Linked DNA regions of Sus scrofa: regions 2 and 3 are each linked to region 1. Evidence: chromatin contacts called from public HiChIP or PLAC-seq data. All regions are on one chromosome and are shown on one strand. Each heading gives the region's core, a stretch centred on a gene start, on an enhancer-like site or on the middle of the called end of the contact. The rest is flanking DNA. Distances are from core to core; before and after follow the strand shown.

Evidence for each region. HiChIP or PLAC-seq counts read pairs in DNA pulled down with a chosen protein or histone mark.
Region 2: an H3K27ac HiChIP or PLAC-seq map of alveolar macrophages shows a contact between it and region 1. The contact joins two enhancer-like sites. A contact is called at or near these places in 1 of 47 Hi-C or Micro-C datasets (epiblast stem cells) and 1 of 2 datasets of contacts at active chromatin or transcription factors (alveolar macrophages).
Region 3: an H3K27ac HiChIP or PLAC-seq map of alveolar macrophages shows a contact between it and region 1. The contact joins two enhancer-like sites. A contact is called at or near these places in 2 of 47 Hi-C or Micro-C datasets (embryonic fibroblasts and epiblast stem cells) and 1 of 2 datasets of contacts at active chromatin or transcription factors (alveolar macrophages).

The regions. Positions count from the first base shown.
Region 1 is chr13:14,007,118-14,011,072 of Sscrofa11.1, reverse strand. All of the region lies in intron 1 of SLC4A7 (sodium bicarbonate cotransporter 3), which reads left to right. Among named protein-coding and RNA genes, the nearest start is that of SLC4A7, 34 kb to the left of the region's middle. Within about 2 kb of position 2,027, at least 3 of the 83 cell types and tissues checked have an H3K27ac peak or open chromatin away from gene starts, as enhancers often do. A contact at or near this core is called in alveolar macrophages, where this site is marked.
Region 2 is chr13:14,744,618-14,748,572 of Sscrofa11.1, reverse strand. All of the region lies in intron 4 of CMC1 (COX assembly mitochondrial protein homolog), which reads right to left. Among named protein-coding and RNA genes, the nearest start is that of AZI2, 39 kb to the left of the region's middle. Within about 2 kb of position 2,307, at least 4 of the 83 cell types and tissues checked have an H3K27ac peak or open chromatin away from gene starts, as enhancers often do. A contact at or near this core is called in alveolar macrophages, where this site is marked.
Region 3 is chr13:14,720,233-14,724,187 of Sscrofa11.1, reverse strand. All of the region lies in intron 4 of CMC1 (COX assembly mitochondrial protein homolog), which reads right to left. Among named protein-coding and RNA genes, the nearest start is that of CMC1, 40 kb to the right of the region's middle. Within about 2 kb of position 1,952, at least 1 of the 83 cell types and tissues checked has an H3K27ac peak or open chromatin away from gene starts, as enhancers often do. A contact at or near this core is called in alveolar macrophages, where this site is marked.

The DNA.
Region 1 (3,955 bases), core at 778-3,277:
GCATTTACTAGATTTCTGTGTACAAAATTTATTAGACCTTTTGTGCAAAATGCCTGTGCTTTTTCTATACATTTTAATCAATGATAAAGTTGAGATTGTTTTTTGAAAAGCCCATTTTAGAAATAGATTTTATTCTTATCCTCAGTTCTGTTAAACAGTTTATACATACTTGATAACCTAAAGTAGGTAATTCCTATGTGTTTTTTTGGTATCTGTGCACTGACTTAGAACTTAGAATAAATATTTGTGATTTATAACTTCAGGTAAACCCTAATGAGGCTTTCCATTTGTCTGTGACTCTTGTGCTTTGTAATGAGGTTTCTGACAATAACGTGTGTCATTAACAATGCTGGAGGCTGTTACCTGCCAGTTTTTATATCTCACACTTTTCTGAGTTCTCTTGCTCTTATATTCTTTGATTTTTTTTTTTTTATTTTTTCCCCCTCTGTAACTTTTCCTTAAAACTCAGATTGTCTTCCGTGTTAATCATGGTGTGTGTATTTGACGTAAGATTTTCTGAAGTTTTGTGTTCCAGTATCTGAATCTGTCTGGTTCCTCGTCTGTCTCATGAGAAAGCATTTTTCCCAAGGCTTTAAATTTTTTTCTGTGGAAATCACATGATTGCCTGAGTGTAAACATAGCAATTTTAAATTGCTTAAATTTTCCATATACTTTTTACATCTTTTACACTTAGAGTAATGCATCAATCAAAAAATGCCAGATGAATTCTTTAGAAATCATTCGTTGGCTTTTTATTTCATGAAACAGTAGTCATCAGTGATTTCTCCCTTTAACTGGATTAGGGAAGATAATTTGCTTACTCTTCAGCTTTTTGCCCATAAAATAAAGTTTTCTAATACTATAGTTCAACTCTTGTTGGTAGGTGGGATGGGTTTGGGAATTGGGGTTATTTGGAAGAAACTCGTATTTTGGGGAACAGCATTTTTTTTATATATACTTCGTTAGATTTCTTTGATACAGTGTTGGGGAAAAAGTTCTGACATACAGATGAACTTTTAGAGGAATACTTATAGATTTAGGGTTACTTGTAGTACAGTGAAAGTATACAGTAACTTTAGAGTATTTTTGGTGTGAATTGGAATATACACTACTTCATTTTCAGGAGGATTAAAACACTGTGAATGAAATGAGAGTGCCACCTAGAAGCCCACCTAAAATGGTCAAGGGCGGGAAGCAGCCCCTACTGAAGAGCAACTTAAACATGTACAACTTAAGTCTGTAACACAACCAAGGCCATGGTGTTCAGACAGGAGTGCTGCACCATCACACAGAGGGGGTTGAATATATAGGGGCTTGGGCTCCACTCACGCCGCTGGGTCAACATCTCCCAGCAGAATTTCTAATAAGTCAAAATCTAAAGCCCTCTTAAAGTTATACTGTTTTAGATCCTCATGAAAGTTAGTTGCCTCTTCTTGGCATTTTGTCCTAAATATGAAAGAATGTACTTCTGATGAATAATTCTCCAGTACAGCCACAATACTGTTTCAGGGTACATTTTAAATCTTGAGTATTGGGGTTCCCATGGTGGCACAGTGGAAACAAATCCAACTAGTATCCATGAGGTTGCAGGTTTGATCCCCAGCCTTGCTCAGTGGGTTAAGGATCAGGTGTTGCTGTGAGCTGTGGTGTAGGTTGAAGATGCAGCTCGGATCTAGTGTTGCTGTGGCTGTGGTGAAGGCTGGCAGCTGTAGCTTCAATTAGACCCTTAGCCTGGGAACCTCCATATGCCGCAGGTGTGGCCCTAAAAAAGCAAAAAAAAAAAAAAAGAAAAATAAATTTTCACTATTGAGGAAATTAATATAGCTATTCATTTTGGTAATTGTTAAAAGACTTTGCTAATTAATCTAGTTTTAAAGCTTATATGGCAGATGAAAAAGCATTTTTTAAAGAAAAATAGTTTTCTTTCTCAGATTCAGTGAACTGTGGGCGTCTTCTGTGGTTGTGCACTTGTGCTTGGTGCCTCTTCCCACAGCCCTTTCAGATGCATGTGACCCTGTGAGGGTGGGGACCTGGATAGATGGGTGACAAGTCATTCAAAAGATTGCATACTGACATCTGCCTCTGTATTCATGTGGTTAACATAAAGCAATATTAAAAAAAAAAAAAAGTCCCGAAAACTACTTACTGCCAGAGGTACCCAGTTCACTACTTTGCTCATATGTCCTTTCAGTGTCCATTATGTAAATTCAAATATTCCTGTTCTGGAGACTTTCTTACCTAGCAAGTAGTATTCGGTATATGTGGTTCTCTACCTTGTGTGTGTAATAGGTCTTAAATATTTTTCGTGTCAGTACGTAGCATCTTCTTCTTTTTAGGAGCTTGGCATTCCATTGAGTGCATTGCTATTCCTCTTTTAAGGGACTGTTGGATGATTTCCAGTCTTTTCCTATTACAGGCTTCAGCAAATCACCTTGCACATATGTCGTTTCATATGCAGAGAATTTAAACTTTCTTTATAGTCTTATGTAGATAATGCTTAAATTTGTTGCCTGCTATGTTATAGAGCAGTTTGTATTCTGAATAGTTATCTTATTTTTTAAATAAGAATTTGAAACCACGACTAAATTATTTTCTTAAGATTAGAGTGAGTTAATCTTGTATTGATATACTGAGGGTGCCTTTTTTGTTCTTCTGTGTATTTTAGTTTTCCCAGTGCCTTGGCTTTATTTCCTCTTAGGTAGGCTTTGTAAGGACTGGCTTATGTGACATATTCCTCTGGGGTTAAGAACGAAAACATTTTGATGTCGGGGGTGACTCTTTGCTGTTGCTATTTTTAGTTTTCAACCATACACTCACAGTTAAAGATTGAAGAATGATTTTTTTTCTAGATTCAGATTTAAAAAAAGTAACACGTATTACATTGAAATTTGAATTTATTCTTTTTAAAATTACCAAAATTACATGTTTATTATAAAAGAAAATTAAATACTTTGGGGTTATCTGTCTCTGTTTTTCCAGCCATTCATGTGATGCAGTATCAGCAGTTTGCTGTTTAACCTTTTACGTATTATTTTTGTTGTTGTTGTCTTTTTGCCATTTCTTGAGCCACTCCAGCGACATATGGAGGTTCCCAGGTTAGGGGTCCAATTGGAGCTGCAGCTGCCTGCCTACGCCAGAGCCACAGCAACGCAGGATCCAAGCCACATCTGCAACCTACACCACAGCTCACGGCAACGCCGGATCCTCAACCCACTGATCAAGGCCAGGGATCGAACCCGAAACCTCATGGTTCCTAGTTGGATTTGTTAACCACTGCGCCACAAGGGGAACTCCCTTTTACATATTTAATATGTATTTTTTGCATATACTTCAAGAAAGAACACATGTCAAGTCATACTTTATATAGTGTATTAACTTTACCGATTTTCGAAATAATGGCTTAAAACATTATCCTAAAATGATAGGATTTAAAATGCAATATATTTGTTTCAGAAATGTATTTCCGCCTTGAAACATAAATGGCTTTGTTCTAAGGGATTTTCAGTATATAGACATCTGCATGCACCCTGCATGCTTCATTGAATGACTTGTAAAGTGCTCAGGCGGGCATTGTGTGTGCCTGCTTATATTTGCCTTTATAGCAGACTGCCTTTCTGATTCATGTTTCCCAGTTGTTGAAAAGTAGAGGATGTTTTTCAGGGAAGGGAGACATGCAGACCTACCCTCCACCCCAGCCTTTTTTTTTTTTTTTTTTTTTTTTTTAATAGTGTTAAATGTAAAAGTTTTTATTTATTTACTTATTTTATTTATTTATTTATTTTTTGTCTTTTTGCCATTTTTAGGACCACTCCCTCGGCATATGGAGTTTACCAGGCTAGGGGTCTAATTGGAGTTGTAGCTGCCGGCCTACACCAGAGCCACATCAACTCTTGATCCGAGCCGCGTCTGCAGACCACACTACAGCTCATGGCAACGCCGGATCCTTAACCCACTG
Region 2 (3,955 bases), core at 1,058-3,557, 740 kb before region 1:
AAGTATGACCCTAGATGGAATCGGAGACATGAGCAGTCCTCAAAGGGATGGGGCCATGGGCCGCAGCCTCAGGGTAACTCAGAGCCCTGTACCAGCTCACTGAGATAACATCTAAACGAAGACTGTTAGCATCACGGATTTTACCTCGTGAAAATACGCAAGTTGACCAAACCCCAGGCCTCTTCTGGAAAACACAAATATGATGGCCATTTATTACCACGAGTAGTTTCTGAATTTAACAAACCCAGTAGTTTTCCATATGAGGAATTCACAACAGAAGGCTCAGGCACTGAATTATTTTAAGATCTGTTTTCCCTAATAGGACTGAAAGTGTCTTTAGTAGGATTGATTCCAGATAGCATTTACGTGTTCTAGTGACAATAAAGGCACAGCCTATGTATTTTCACACTTGTCCAAATCTCTTCAGGAATAACTGTGACTGGCCCGAAGCCTCAAGCTGTTTGTAAGGTTTTTGTCACTTGTTTAGCAACAAGGTTTTAATGAGGATCCTTCTTTCATATCACATTAGCGTATACTCACATTATGGTGACGTTGCTAATACAGCTGATTTCTGCAATGGTATTCTGCAACAAGCCCAATTTAACTCACTTCTGTCTCTCAATGTTACATTAAATGTTAAAAGAGCTTGTACGCCTGTATGTAAATAATTTGATCACCACTGAAAACTATGAAAATAAACTTTCTTTCACTTAAGCATATCTTAAAGTAATGCAAATACATATCAATAAGCAGTGAGAGGAGAGAAATTAAAAGCTACCCCAAACTTTAAAGGTAGCATTTAAGACATTTTTTTAGGTATCAAGAACATGAAGTTCTCTCTTTTGTAAACCCTCATTTCTCTGAAAGAAACTATTTGATATAATAAACTATTGGTAAAAATATCCTTTAGGCATAACATTTGGATCAAGTAAATCTAGGAAAACAGAAAGAGATAAAGTCTTCTATCTTTAGCGTAAGATAAGAGGCAAAATTATCATGTTGCAATTAAGTACAAGTAGTCTATATAACTTCCAGTTTATATAAGAACAAACTTGAAGATCCCATGTGATGCAGTGGGATAAGAATCCGACTGCAGTGGCTCAGGTCACTGCAGAAGCATGGGTTTGATACCTGGCCCAGTGCAGTGGGGTAAGGGATCTGGCATTGCCGCAGCTACTGCATTTAAAAACAAATAAAAAAGTAAACTTCTTGGGAACCTCTGTATAAAAGCAGTAAGAGAAAAGAGGTAGTTTAAACTGCTTTTCACTCATTAAATTTATGGAATTTTCTAATGTATTTTAATATTTAAATAATCTCCAATAATAAGGCTTCCAGATTAAAAGCCAAGATGAAGAAACAACTGTGTGTGGGAGCAGAACCACTGGGCACTTGACCTTTTACACTTTTCATTCAGTCAGTTTTAAGCAACATATTATTTTGCAAACACAGTCATCCAGTTAGAACTAAAGCATTCAGTGAGAGATGACAATTTAAAAACATACCAAATTAAAAGAAGTCATCCCCACTGTTTCATGTCTTTGACTAGAACCACCCCTTTTATAACTCCATTAATTTATTATTTTTTAAAAACTCTTAAGCCTATGATTTTTACACAACCATCTTTAGACAGAGCACTTACTTGTAACTTTCTATTTCTTTATTTCCTTAATCAGTAAAGTACTAATAAAGTATACCAATGTGATTTAGAATTTTAACATATAAACTGTGTTACATTTCCATGACTACCCCATCATTTTCATCATTTCATTTTTAAACCTGGAACTTCAATTTAATCTAAATGAAAGACATTTAGGAGATCTTGCTTATTAAAGAAATGTATTAAGGCAGATTTTTAAATCCCTCTCAATTCAAAATATATCATCAACTCTACATGGAACTCTTAGCTGCTTCCTTATACAGAACTGGATAAGAATAAAAACAGAGATGTACTTTAGACAACGCATAAATGAACCTTTGACCAGATATTGAATCAGAAGAGGTTTTTACATGATACAATTCGGGAAGAGTGAAGGTATGTATCAACTTTTAGTAATATTTTTCTTCAGGTGATTTGTCTGAAAGTTTCAGATTTAGAATGGAAATTAAAATCTAAAAGTAATTTTCCTAGGAGAAGCTATCTTTTAAGTGAAGACCTGAGTCCCTGCAGACAAGACCTACGTGCAGAGCCCCCGGAAGCTGTGTGGGAATGGGATGCTAGGTTCTGCGCTCACTGGGCTCACGTACAGGGAGGAAGGCCCAAACCAAGGCAGAGATAACACAGACAGTGTGTCCTCTCCTCCCTACTGATGGCTCAGCTGAAGGAAGCCAAGGCTACAAGGCCACAAAGCACATGATGTGCGTAATACTGATAACTGCAACAGTATTTCATGTAGTTCATGTGCAATACTCTGTAACTGAAGTTCATGTGCAATATTCTGTAAACAGTTCTGATTTTTTTTGTTTTTGTTTTTTTGCTTTTTTAGGGCCGCACCTGCAGCATGTGGAAGTTCCCAGGCTAGGGGTGGAAATCAGAGCTACAACCACAGCAACGCAGGATCCAAGCCACGTCTGCAACCTACACCCCAGCACAGCAACACCAGGCCCCCAACCCACTGAGCGAGGCCAGGGATCGAACCCGCATCTCATGGATACTAGTTGGATTCGTTTCCGCTACACCACAACAGGAATTCCTACACTTCTGATTTATGAACATTTGTTTATAAAGTTTAGTAATGAAACTGCAGATCTCTTTGCAACCTTTGCGTGAATGATTCTAGTAGTATGACTTTCACAAAGAAGTCATTCTAATCCAACCTACAAACAAAATCTAATATAATAAACAGTAGTAGATTCGGCGAGAAGCTAATTAGGACAAGTTCAATTCAGTTGCAAAAAGTGTACCTGTGACTATTTGCCAGCAAACATTCTAAAAACAACAAAATTCCACAATTTTTCAAGAGATCTATAAAATATTCAATGAAAAATTATAACATGCAAAAGCAACCTCTTCTTTTCTGAGACACATACACTAATAGTGGCTTCTTCACCGCACTCATATCTTCAAAAATGTTTCAGTTTCCAAAGACAAACCTAAAATACTGCAGTTGGGAAATCTTCAAATCGTGCTGTCACCTTAATGTTTAAGAAGAGATCCAACTGTAAATATTTCTTCTTAAGTTATCAGAGTAGAAGAAGAAAAAAGTTGCTTACATTCCTGCCTTCATATCATAATAACAACAGCTAACACCTGTATGTACTATGTACCAGGCTTTCACAGGTATTGACTGATTCAGTAAATTCAGATTTTTAATTTTTCTCATATATTCTTTCAATAAAGATTCACAGGCTCATAAAATATCACTCATTCATTCATTCATTCAAACACTTTCCAAGTACTTGCTATAGGCCTAGCATTGTGCTAGGTTCTGGGGTTTCCATACCAAATGAGACAGGAAATAATTTTAAAATGTTAACAGTTGAGTTGGATACCTGCTCTGACTGTTATGGAGTGGGGCAGGGAGAGCACTGTGGAGGCCCAGAACTGGGACTCCAAACCTACCCAAGAGGGGCTTGTCATACTTTTAAACTATGTTCTACACTTGAAAGCAGCTCTTTGCCCCTTTCCTATTTGCTCATTTCTGTTCCCCATTCAACTTTAAAAGATCATGAGGCAATTTAACCTAACTCCTGATTTACGCTTCCCTGAATGTACACCATGCCTTGTCTAAAACCTGTTGATTCTTTTCCTAGATTAAAAGAACAATGAAGAATTAAGCAGCTGGAGTTTCCTGGTGGCCCAGTGGTTAAGGATCTAGCGTTGTCACTGCTATGGCTCGGCTTGGGCACGGGTTCAATCCCTGGCCTGGGAACTTCTACATGCCACAGATGTGGCCCAAAAAAAATAAATAAATAATTAAGCAGTTAAAACATAGTAAGCTCTCTAGCCCCAAGAGCC
Region 3 (3,955 bases), core at 703-3,202, 710 kb before region 1:
AGATCCTTAACCTACTGAGCGAGGCCAGGGATCAAACCCGCAACCTCATGGATACTAGTGCTGAGCTGCAGTGGGAACTTCCTAAGATTATTTCTGCCTCCTTGAATAAGACCTCAAAACATTAATAAACACAACAATTAATGTTATATTTACGGTGATGGGAAAGAGCAAGGTAAGTCAATGTAAAGCTTATATTCTTGAGAACAGGATTTCCATATATTTCTACCACAAGATGGAGATAAAGTAGACATATTCACATATTTTAAAAATATATATAATTTTTATTATGGCATTTGATATCACTTTGCTTGTAATCAGGAATATGTGCTGATATGTGATCAATCCAATTACAGTTATTTCCAAAATATTCTTTTGATAAAAAGAAGAAAATATAAGGACATACAATGCTTACATGTTCAATTCATTTTATACATGGAACTACCAGTATTAAGACATTTTTAAAAATATCTGAAGAAGATGATTCATATGTCTCACTGCAGTCCCATACCTTTCTGCAGTGGCATAAATGATTACTATCTGGATTATCCAATATGGCAGCCAAGGCCACACATGGCCAATGAGCATGTGAAATGTGTGCATGACATTAAGAAAAATGGAGAGCTACTGTGACTAGTGACTACCAAAATGGACAGCACTAATCTATATACCACAGCGAACTTAATATTTTAATACATATCAAAATCCAATGAGTTTTTGGGTTATTAAAATAATTAATTGATAAAATTCAAACCTTAAAAATCATTACAAAATGGAGTTCCTGTCATGGCTCAGTGGTTAATGAACCCGACTAGTATCATGAGGATGTGGGTTCAATCCCTGGCCTTGCTCAGTGGTTAGGGATCTGATGTTCCTGTGAGCTGTGGTATAGGTTGCAGACAAGGCTCGGATCTGGCGTAGCTGTGGCATAGGCTGGCAGCTACAGCTCTCACTGGACCCCTAGCTTGAACCTCCATATGCCGCGGGTGCAGCCTTAAAGACAAACAAACAAAAAAAAAAATTAAAGATAAAAAAATATGGTCTGACAATTAATAATAATCAATGTGTTTCCGTAACCATGAGAAAAAGAATGGAAAAGCTCAGTATAATCACAGAAGTTAAAAGAATGTGTACTCAAAGAAGTAGTTTTTTAGCACCCTTTGAAGGGAATCAAAGAGCATTATTAAACACACACAATATACACTGATCTTTTAAAAATGTATCCATAACTATGTGAATTTGATATTTTATATAGAAATGTACTTAAATATACATTTAAATATCTGCACACAAAGTACACTCCGTATTTACTGTTTACTTGTGTCTAAGTTCAGTTAACATTTTCAATAATGAAAAAAAAAATTGCTCCATCTTATTAAATAGTAAAGAAGCTAAGTCTGCAATTAGAAAGTAGAGCACTTTGTGCCAGAGACAGTCCAAACAGAATAAGCGGGCCTCAAGCAATGCAAAGCTGGGCACCATTTAAGCTGGGAAGCCAGTCCACAAAGACAGCACTCAAATCTATCAGCACATCCTGAAAGCATGAAGACTGATGATTAAACCACCTCACTGCGGTCAGTCTGAACTGGGTCTGGGCAGAAGAGGAGGGGAGGTGACCTAAAAATGCTACAGAGGTAACACTGAGGAGGCAAAAGAGCATCAGAAAAGAATCAGTAGATCAACTGCCAAGCAATTCTTAAAAACATGTTGATGGCTGGATTATTTTGGCACACATACTCAGACTTTAAAACAAATCCAAAAAAATGCCCAAAAGAATGTTTAATTAAACTGTCCATAGGTTACAAAATTGGGATAGTCTCATTTGCAAGCAAACTCAGCTTGCTTTGACTAGTCACAATCTAACAGAAAATGAAGAGTTCCCCTGTTCAGCAGATGGACCGTGCACCCAAAGATCTCATTACGATATTTCGACATGTGCTGTGTTAAAACTGAACCCCTAGAGGGCAACTCAGCTTCAATTTTTGCTCCAGAATATACTTCAATTCCCAACCAGTTTAGAGATGCCATGACCTATTTCCTTATACCATGCAACTTTTTCTTCAAAACAAAAGGGAAATAGAAAGAAGAAAACTGAGATATTCCGCCCACTAATGAAAAACATCACTATGGAACATATTCTCAACAGTGATAACTCAAGGATGAAGAATATGGTCTATTCTTATTAGGCATATTCCTGAACAACACACTTCATACACAAATACTTGAATATTAACACTCTCAATAGGAACCATGTAGTAGATAGAAAGACATACTTAACAAGTCTATTTAATATAAATGCTTTGCATAACTTTACATTCATTAAAGGGCATGTTAAAATGTATAGGGAAAAAAAGGTGAAGAATCCAACCTCAGTAACAATTAACCCCATAAACTACCCAGTACAACCCACTACAGGAAAACCACATTCCTTCAAGGTCAAAAACATGAAGAGGTTTCCTGACTGCCCATCTAAGCTAACTCTGTATCACAAGGCACAAGTGTTGATACTCAAACTGGCCCACTCAAAATACTGATGTAGCAAAAAAAAAAAAGCTTCTATCTCAATACCAAAAGAAAATCAGCTATCAAGGACATTAACCTGTACAACTCAACAATGGTATATTGGTATATTTGACTCAGCCTTTTTTTTGTGTGGAACTCAGAAATAAGGCAAGTCTAACAGAGATACATGACCAGAGTAACATTACAGAATGAACTGAGAATTTATCCGACAGTACACAGGATTACAATACTGACTCAGTCAGGAGCATGTGTTTTTGTTTTTTGTTTTTTTTTTTTTTAATCCAAGTAAGATTTTAAAGGACCAACTCTCATCTGGTCTACATAGTCATTTTAACTCAATCTGCAGCAGCATTTGAGTGTAAATGGTCACCACGTAAGGCCTTCCTCCCCATAAGGGCAGTCGCCAGAGACTCCTGACCTGCTGTGCTCAGTGCCAGAATCACCAGGATAAGTAAAGACCTCATCTCCACATTACACTAACTGTCTTCACTCAAGTGTAAACTAAGTACTCACACGACATCCCATGAACCCAGGGATTGTTTTAGATCCTAAGTCAACCTCTGCTCATTTAGATTAGCATCTGTATCTGAAATCTGACAAACCAAAGACAGTGCTGATGAAACGCTGGTGGAGGCTACTGAGGAGGGAGAAGTTCGTATGCCGTGAGCTTTGTAATTTTCCTAACAGTAAAGAAGGAAAGGGGGGAGCCATATAATTCACAGGATAAAAGGGGGTAGAGGTTGAAGACTGCGAAAGCACACTGGGGTTCATCATTTCCTAAGAAAAGTCTGCTAAGACTCTTTGGCCCACTTGAAAAGAACTAGAAGACTGGCCTGCATAATCTGAAGCTCAACCTCCATGATGGAAATAAGGAAATAAACATTCCAGAAATAGAAAATGGAGTTGCCACTGTGGTTGGGAGGGTTACAAACCCGAATATTACCCATGATGGGGGTTCGATCCTTAGCCTTGCTCAGTGGGTTAAGGATCCAGCATTGCTGTGATGTAAACTGTGGTGTAGGCTGGCAGCTACAGCTCCAATTTGACTTCTAACCTGGTAACTTCTATGTGCCACAGGTGAGGGAATGAGGGAGGGAGAAAGGAAGAAGGAAGGAAAAACATGCACATGAAACTAAAAATAGTTACAATAACAGAACAACCAAAAACTATATAGTTAATGTGAAAAAGAGAACCCTGGGCAGTGAGGTATGTAACTTTAATATACTCCCAGTGAGCTGAGGATAGGAGCAAAATCCATGTGTCCCCTCACTACATGCTGCTTTAAGGTGCAACTCTGTGCCTTTGGCTGGTCCCTTGTTTCTCAACCTTTCCTGCACACTGAAATTATCTTGGGAGGTTTGAGGGGGAAAAAAAAACAAACCCACACCTTTCTTTGTGGGAAGAAGCCTGTGCATTGCATTTTTTTTTTAATTCC